Regions from separate parts of the Mus musculus genome. Here region 2 is linked to region 1. A link is a contact called in public promoter capture Hi-C data. All regions are on one chromosome and are shown on one strand. The core of a region is the stretch at or near the end of the contact, and the rest is flanking DNA. Distances in the headings are between cores, read along the strand shown. Region 1 overlaps Lrrc75a (leucine rich repeat containing 75A). Region 2 holds the start of Zfp286os (a long non-coding RNA gene).

Evidence for each region. Promoter capture Hi-C pulls out the DNA fragments that hold promoters and counts their contacts.
Region 2: a contact with region 1 is called in a promoter capture Hi-C map of stem cell-derived epiblast-like cells, with 4 times the contacts expected there. The contact joins the promoter of Zfp286os here to the enhancer-like site in region 1. A contact is called at or near these places in 4 of 39 promoter capture datasets (embryonic stem cells, hippocampal neurons and stem cell-derived epiblast-like cells) and 2 of 9 other capture datasets (adipose tissue and pancreatic islet).

The regions. Positions count from the first base shown.
Region 1 is chr11:62,628,750-62,633,125 of GRCm38.p6, reverse strand. All of the region lies in intron 1 of Lrrc75a (leucine rich repeat containing 75A), which reads left to right. Among named protein-coding and RNA genes, the nearest start is that of Lrrc75aos1, 3.8 kb to the left of the region's middle. Within about 2 kb of position 2,510, at least 75 of the 459 cell types and tissues checked have an H3K27ac peak or open chromatin away from gene starts, as enhancers often do. A contact at or near this core is called in embryonic stem cells, pancreatic islet and stem cell-derived epiblast-like cells, where this site is marked.
Region 2 is chr11:62,754,326-62,758,701 of GRCm38.p6, reverse strand. Zfp286os (a long non-coding RNA gene) reads right to left here and starts at 1,882. Exons shown (of 3, transcript XR_879919.3): 1 at 1,597-1,882. It also overlaps a transcript of Zfp286 not described here.

The DNA.
Region 1 (4,376 bases), core at 1,261-3,760:
ATCCCCTGGAACTGAAGTTATAGACTAGCGAGTGCTGCTGTGTGGGCGCTGGGAATGCAACCCTGGCTCTCTGTAAGGACAGCCAGTGCACATAACCACTGAATCACTCCTCCAACTTCCATATCCAATTTTCTCAAGTTCACCAATACCCATCCTGAAAAATCAGGACTTGGCTAGATTCCTGATCTGTTATTAAATATTAGCAAAGTCGGCTTTTAAATATGCTCTCGGTGAAGTTCTCTGAACACATTTCAAAGCTGCCATAAGTTTAATTGAATCTACCCTCAGTGTTCTGCTTAAAATCATAAGACCTAATGTAATTAGCCTTTTCTTTTTAAACTTTTTGTGAGTGTATATGTGTTGGGGTGTATGCGTGTATACATGCCGAGGGACACACACATAAGTCCTTAAGTCCTACTGAGTATCTCTTCTCTCCTTCTACCATGTAGGTCATCAGGCTTGGTCCCTAACCCAGAGCTGGAACCAGGACACCCCCCCCCCCACACACACACACACACACGTAGAGATGACATAGGATCACTGGCTGTTCAATTCCCAGCAACCACATACACGGAGGCTTACAGCCGTCTATAGTTTCAGTTCCCTCAGATCCTGTGCCATTTTCTGGCCTCCAGGGTCGCCGCGTGCATGTGGTACACAGACATACAGACAAAATATCCATGCACATAAAATAATAAAATAAATTTTATAAAAACATAAACACTACACAAAATTTTGGGGGGGAGGGAGGTTTGAGACAGGGTTTCTCTGTGTAGCCCTGGCTGTCCTGGAACTCACTCTGTAGACCAGGCTAGCCTCGAACTCAGAAATTCGCCTGCCCCTGCCTCCCGAGTGCTGGGATTAAAGACGTGCACCATCACGCCCGGCAACACTACACAAATTTACTATGTGAAATTTTTTTGAGATAGACTCTCACTAAGTTACCCAGGCTGGTCTCAAACTCACAGAGATCCTCCTGCCTCTACTCCCCAACCCCCTCCCAAGTGCTGGGATTAAAGGTGTGCGCCACCACATTCAGCTTCTGTGTCTTAGGTTTTCCCCCCCACTTGTTGATATTTTTTCCAGGGCTGAGAATAAGACTCAGGGACTCATGTGCTAAGCAAGCATGCTATCCCTGACCATCTCACTCCCACTTGGGGGATTGTGGGGTTTTTTTTAAATTTTTCTATGTATGAGTGTTTCGTCTGTATGTATGTGTACCACCTGCTTGCTTGGTACCCTCAAGGATCAGAAGGTGTCAGATACCCTCATACTGGAGTTATAGATGGTTGTGAGCCGTCCACCACCTTGCTGCTGAGATCTGAACCTGACTCCTCTGCAAGAGCAGCAAGGGTTCCTAACAACCGATGCATCTCTCGTTTAATTTTTTTAATTCTTTTATGTGTATTGGTGTTTTGCCTGCATGTGTGCTTGTACACCATATGCATACTCAGTGCCGGTGGAGGCCAGAAAAGGGTTTCAGATCCCGTGGGACTGCAGTTAAGAGCCGAGTTTGCGCTGCCATATTGGTGCTAAGAATCCCATGGATCCTCAGGAAGAGCAGCCAGTGCTCTTAGCTGCTGAGCCATCTCTCCTGCCCCTCTCCTTGGTTCTAAATGCAGTTTCTCATACGGAGCGGAGGACCATCTTGGGGGTATAGTGGGACTACTACTTGCCCACACTACTGTGTGAGGTGGCAACCGACAGAAGCCCCAGGACCAGGGGAGAAGGAAGCAGAATGCTGACTAAGCAGAGCCAGCCTTCCTTACCCTCAGTGACCTCAGCTGGTGTCAGCAGTAGCACAGGAGTCCTGTCCCCCTTTGCCTATTGAAGCCTTGAGAGGAGTGTCACCATTGTCTCAAGTCACTGTGCTAGATTCCTAAGGCGCTGGGACAAATTACTACCAACTGGGTGGCCTCAAACAAAGGGATTTTATCCTTCCCTCCTTTCTGCTTCAAGGGGTTGTCACCCCATCCCTCCCAGCTCCCCCCACCCCAGCTCTGCCCCCCCCTGCTGTTGCATCACCTCTCTCTGTTCTGTGAACACCCAGGTTGGATTTGGGAAACCTGGATAAACAAAGGTGACATCTTCCAAAATTCTTAAATTAATTTCATTTACAAAGAACTTTTTCCACGAATGGCCACCTTTTGATTTCTGGGCACAAGAGCATGAGGGTGTCTTGGGGTGGAGTAGGAGGTCACTATTCAGCTGTCTGCATCCATGGATGTGTGTGCATATATCCCAAGCCTCCCTCCCTTCCCTGGGACATGTTAAAGCTAGCCTTCTTCCCATACTATTTTCTTCCCCTTGGAAGAGCCTCTGCTCAGGTGCTTCAGCTCCGACACATCCTGGCTTCTCTCTCTGGAGGCTTCCTGGAGCTGTTTCCTAACAGCACCTGACATTTCCCTCCCCTCCCCCGGGATTCCCCTGGAAGGAGAGTCGCTGGGAGGGAGATAGGAGTTCAGGCACCAGCTGCAGCCGGTGTTCCCCTGGCAGGTTCCCTCCTTTGAGAGATATGCCAGGATTGCCCCCTGAGCCTGGAGGAGAGGCTGCCTCGCTGCTTCCTGCTTGCCCTCTGGGCATTAATTAATTTCCTTCTAGGGGGCTGTGCATGCTTGCAAGCTCATTAGGCATCCCTGCACTCAGGCTGTGGCTGTCTGTACAGTCTGTCTGTCCTGTCTGTCGGCCGTCTGTCTGTCGACCGTCAGGGTTGTTGTCTACCTTCCCAGTTAGAATTCAGAGGGGCAGCCTCCCTCCTCTCCCCACTGTGCTGATGAAGAAACTGTAGAGCCACGCTTGGAGGAGAGAGGCAGACGCCAGCTCACTCCCTGCAGGGAAGGTCTTTGAAAGAAAAGGGGGGTGGGGTTTAAAATAGAAAGTGCCTAGCAGTCCCCTCTGTGGCTTTCCCTGCAGCACTCTCTGTAGACAGCCCCCTCTCCAAAAACAAAGGGGGAGGGGGGAGGTAGGGGAGACCAGCAATGAGAACACTGCAAACAAAGACAGGTGGGCAGTTTGAGAGAAACCCCCTGTGGGCATCATGGAGCTGGCCCTACAAGGAAAGGATCCAGGCTTCCTGAAGAAGGGTCCGAAGCCACTTTCTCCCTCAGCCTGACTACTTCAACCACAGGTTAGGGATTGGTCTTGGAACCACAATTTGGAATTGCTCTCCACTCCCTCTCCCATGCTTGTGTCTGCATCCCTTCAGAGAGAGTGGCTTAAGACTACAGGCAGGAAGAGAGTGACCAGGAGATGTGAAGGCTGTCCACACAAAGTCAGCATAGGGCTGACAGTGTCCTGCAGGACTGTTATAATGGTTTTGAACCTGCAGGTGTGTTATAATGGCCGTGGGCACAGCCTCTCTTGCCCTTATTGATGTGGAGATCTGGGTTGTCCCTTTCCCATTGCAGAGTCACAGCAACCAGGCTTCTCCAGTGTTGGTCTCAGCCAGCCAGAGCTGAATTCAGCTTTTACCCCAGGAGAAGGCCATTCTGAGGGGCTCAGGTGTCACCCTCAGGAGTGAGCATGTGGGGGAGGGGAGAGGAAATGGGATAACTACCATGGAACCTGAGCCTCATCTCTGAAATTGAACTGCGGGATCACAAAGAAATGAGCTCAGTGGGAAAGGAGCAAAAGGCCACCGGAAGAGGCCACGAGGGGGCGGGGCCGAGTGTGATGATAAGGAAGATTAATGAGCAAGGGAGAGAATCGCAGAGAAACTGAAAGGCTAGCTGGCTGGCTCTCTGACCTTCCCGGCAACAGTGAATGTGGTGATGACCACAGAATGTGAGATCAGGTGTGGAAGGCGCTGAGACCATGCACTACTAATATTATCTAGAAACTATAAACATGGGGACATAGAGAGCCAACATCAGTTCTCAGAAGGCAGAAGCTTGATTTGAAAAAAAAAATGTAAATAGGTAGAAAGCTCCCAAGTGTTCTCTAACAGTGATTTGGGAGAATTATAGTCATCACTGGACACACAGTAGCCAAAAAAAAAAAAAAAAAAAAAAAAAAAAGTAATGGCCACGCAAGCATAGTGGCACACAACTCCCTCCCAGCTGCTTAAGAAGCTGAGGCAGGAGGGCCATTTAAGCCCAGGAGTTTAGGAGCAGCAGGCACAACATATTAAGGCCTTGTCTGTTAAGGGAAAATAAATGTTAGCAACCTAGTATAATTACAGAGGTTAGGAAAGCCAACATCTGTTACGCAGTAGTCCCATCGTCCCCTGCCCTGTTCCTGGGCAACCATTGTTCTGGTGGCTCTGTGTGTTTAACTGCTGTAGGGACTTCAAATAAATGGATCATACAGGATTCGCCCTTCTTTGGCTAGCGTATTGCATTCAAATTAATGTCCTTACGATTCTTCCTGTTTGGCAC
Region 2 (4,376 bases), core at 633-3,132, 130 kb before region 1:
AAGTAATACGAATTAAAATGAATACTTGTGGGACGGATCGCTGGCACCGCTACAGTGAGTTGAAAGATGAAATTCTTAAGAGGCCTCTGGCTCTAGCCTGCCCCATTTGAACCTGTGGAGGGAAGAGGCCAGTGGGATCTATTCGATGCAGTCACATGAGAACAAATAAAGAGCTCTAGTGGCATTCCCGCAACATACAGACACAATGTGACCACATTGGGAAAAGGTATAAAAGTCTAGTGACACCCGTACCCCAAGATCATCTTCGGGGTCCTGACATGTTTAAGTTTAAATAGAGAATGGTTCTGGTTGTAGTCCACTTGTAAAAACAGTCGCAACTCCTTTCCTGCCTCAGCCTGCAGCGATCACAGGAGCTGTCCAGGGAGCAGCACCTCCTCTCCAGCCTTTCCAAAAAACAGCTCAGCCGCACATTGATGGCACCTCAACCTGTGTGGCCTGTGGCCTGGAAGATCTTCCCATCCTAACCCTTGGGCCCAACGCAGGGAAAGAGGGCTGAAAAAAGCTACCAATCCCTGAACAGAGAAACCCACCAATCCCTGAGCTCCCCCAAGCTCAGGACTTGAAATCCTACCAATCCTCAATCCGGAAATCTCTGTGGGGGTTCTCCTCCCGCCCCCCAAAAGCTCCGCCCCTAGCTGTGTAAACCCTGCTCTTGGTTCAACTTCTTGCTGTCCACTCCTGGGAGCAGTGGCAGCCACCCCTGGATTTGTCCCTCGTCTCCCTGGATTCATCCTTCCACTAGATCTCTTTCCTGAGATTTGCTGTCTGGTGGGACTCTCTTATCAGAAGCAGCCAAGAAGCAATGAAGAGAAGGGAAGAATGAGAAAAGGGGAGCAAGGCTGAGTGAGCCTCGTGAGCAACTCGGCTCAGCTGGGGAGACCCTCTCCTGGGAGCTGCAATGCCTCTGCTGAGGAGACTTCCTCTCAGAGCTGTGTGGTTCCTGGGCCGGGTGTCTCGGGATGCTCTTCCATCGGGATAACCTTCTCCCCTCTGAGCAGTGTGGCTCCTGGGTTCCTGAGTCCCAGGATACACTTCCAGACTGGTCAAAGTGTGAACCTGTCCATCATCAAAGATCCAGTCTCTTGTAGAAAGAAGATGGACCGGTATGATGTCAGAACTGTGTGAAATCTCTTTCCCGGACCTAAGTTTCCCCACTGGCTGGCACCAGACCCCTTTAGCATATTTTCATCCCTGTCAGGAAAGTTAAAGAACCAAAAATGATAGTGTAGATAGATATCGCCAGTTTTCCAATCAAGAAATTCAAAGCCAAGCAAAGTGTGGACATTCACCAACTCTCCTGGCTTCTGAGACTTTATAGGTGGCCTCTCTGCTCTCTGGGTGCCTTTCTTTAGCAACACAGAGGTGACCTTAGAAAAGATCTTGCCAAAGGTTCCTAGTGCTAGAGAGTGACACGGCCGTGGCCTCTAGACACAAACATTCCAATGTGATTGTATTTCTTAGATTGCGCGGAAGGTTGATAATCAGTAAACTGTTCTTAATCGCGAGGAAGGTTAAATGAAGAGTCTCTGAATGAAGGTTAACGTTGGCCGCCTTGCGGCGCGGTTCCGTGCTCACCGAGCGCCCTCTGCCGGGCACACAGCGGCCGCCAGGTACTTCTGCCCGGGTGCAGACGGGGGTGCGCTTTCCCTTCGTGAGTGCACGGCCTGGCCGATCCGGACCTAGCCTATCGGACCCTCCCATCCCTGAGGAGAGCGGCCTGGGCCACAGAGGCGGGATGCTGTAGGTCTCCCCTGCGCCCTCTGGTGGAGCGGAGCTTCAGAGCTGCAGCGTCACCAAGACCTCAGCCCTACCCGGGCCGGAGCAGCGGACCGCGTCAGAGAGGAGGGTGGACAATCCAAGGCCAGCCTCACCGGAGATGGCTTAGCCTGAGAGCTGAGCTGCATTCCTTCACCGGGCAGCTTGCACTGGCTGGCTGATTTTAAGCCATTTCAAATGATCCCTTTTTAAGCCATTTGTCATTCCCTGGCACGATCGTGGAATAGAATAATGTGCATTGGTTGGGACATGCTGGACTGGTCCAGGGTGCTGTAAGCGCTGCCAGAGCGTGCACCCTTCCTTCTTTACTTTTAAATGCACTGATACGGGAACCACAAGTGAGGTTTCTCCTTAAGTCTGTTGATAATTGTGCAGTAGATGGAAGAAACTCTTGTAGTTTCTAAAAGAATTTACCTAATACTCATAGAGTAGATGTTAAGTCAAACTCAGGTAGACGAAGAAAGGGTGCAGAGCTACAACATTCCAGTTCTCCAGAATCACTAAAGTTTATTATTAATCGATCCGCCTTGTTTGTACAATCTTTAACACAGGTGTGTCTTTTTTTTTTTTTTTTTTTCTTTTTTCTTTCTGGAAACTTCAGGTCACAAACAGGCTAAACACTGTGTCTAGCTGTGTGGCTTGTGTCTTGGTTAAAGGGATAAGATGCTGCAAGGGTGGTTAGCACTGGCCACTTTTGTTCTTTGAGACAGCTTTAGAGAACTTTTTAAATTTTGTGTATTGGAATAATAATGCCCATCAGATTAGTGTAAAGATTAAATGAGAATGTGTTTTTAAAGTTGCTTGTGCAATGTCAGACCAACCAGCTGTGACTACATTTAATAATCTTATGAACCCTAGATCTCCGGGGGCGGGGGGGAGAGACAAGTTGGATCTCACTGATGTTGCAGGGGTCTTCCCTGTGTTTCATGGGGCTCATCCCTGTGTTCCCTCATGGGAGCCCTGTCTCAGGGTTCCTGCGTGGTGAGTCTGAAGTTTCTAAGGCAGGACTGGTTTGCACGGTTTACCACTCTTCCCTACATTCCTCTCGGCAGGACAGCCACCCTTTCAGAAAGCAGAAGCAGAGATGGCTGCTGGGATGTTTGCAATTGGACCCCTGGTAAGTCGGGGTCTACTGGTTCCTGCCTGCTGCGTTGTCTGGGGGGCATCTACTGTTCTGGAATCTCGAAGCTTCTCTGCCTCACCCACACTCCTTCAACTGAGACCAGAGCCACATTTTTTGACCTATAAAAAATGGGGCCACCCCAATAAAAGTTATTATGTGTAAAAGAAAGTGCTCTCTGTTGGGGGGACAAAGGCCCGTGTAACCACTGAGCACTAGGGAGCCAGGAATGCTAAACACACCCGAGCACCTCCTCAATGCAGGAAATAAAAACCTGGTTTTCACCCCCAGAAGACTTGGAGTGGATATTGTTGACATCTGGTGACCTTTTTGCTATCTATGGTGACCTGATTTTTCCATGTTCTAATAATCAAAATGTATGGTGTTTTCAGCACTAGGGTCTCGCTGTCAAGTTCTTGGAAGCAACCAAGAGCAGTGGCAATAGCTGGCATTGTTCCTTTTGAACTCGGTTGGGTGGTTTAACTCGGCTGTTCTGGCTCAAACTCCTCTCCGAGCTGACTGATTCACACTGGCTTCTCTGGGCTTCTCCTGAATTGCTGTTTAGCCTCAAACTAACTGTGTCGATCTCTTCTGGTCCTCTGGTGAGAGAACAAATATTCTGGGTTCAGACTCCATCTTAGAGAACTTGACCTAAGGTTCAACTCAAGCTAATTAACAAACAGGCATCTAGCACTAGTTTCTAGGTTATCCACCAACAAGACCTAAGTTTAGCACCAGTTTCCAGGTTGTTCCCTAACAAATCTACACCCCCCAGGTTACAAGCCTGCCCCTGACACTTCACTTCCTAACAACCACCAATCAGGAGGAAAACAGAAGTTAAGTTTCTGATTTGACTTTCAGCACCAGCCAATTATGTTAAAGGCCATAATGGCCTCCTAATCAAATGTGTACCTGGCTAATACCCCATTCTTGCCTCTATAAATGCTTGCCTGAAACTGGGCTCTGGGCCTCCTCCCATTCTTCTGTGTCAGAGATGGTAGTGTGGCCCAAGCTTAAGCTTAAATAAAGAGACCCTAATTCGATTACATTGGAATGGGCTCCTTGGTGGTCCTTTGAGGGTTCACGAGCATTCCTGGTACAGCACTGGCTCCTCATTGTCTGACTCATTCTGACTCACCTGTGCTTAGCCTGTTCTCTCCGTAAACCTCCCCTGGTTAAACTGCCTCTTCCCGCTCTGCACTGCCCCTCAAGTAGCTTCCCCTTCCTCTCTCTTCTTGTGAGACTTGGACAGATCCTACTCTGTCAGATCTTTCTCTGATTCGTCACTTTGTCTGCCACTCAATTCGATATCACTTTGGAACATGGGTGCTTCCTTCTACAAAATAATTTTATTTTAATTTTTGGGGGATTATGGGTACTAAGTATTATGGGTAAGGATATTATATATTAAGTATAAGGATATTATATACTAAGGGTATGTCTATATTCCAGACAGACA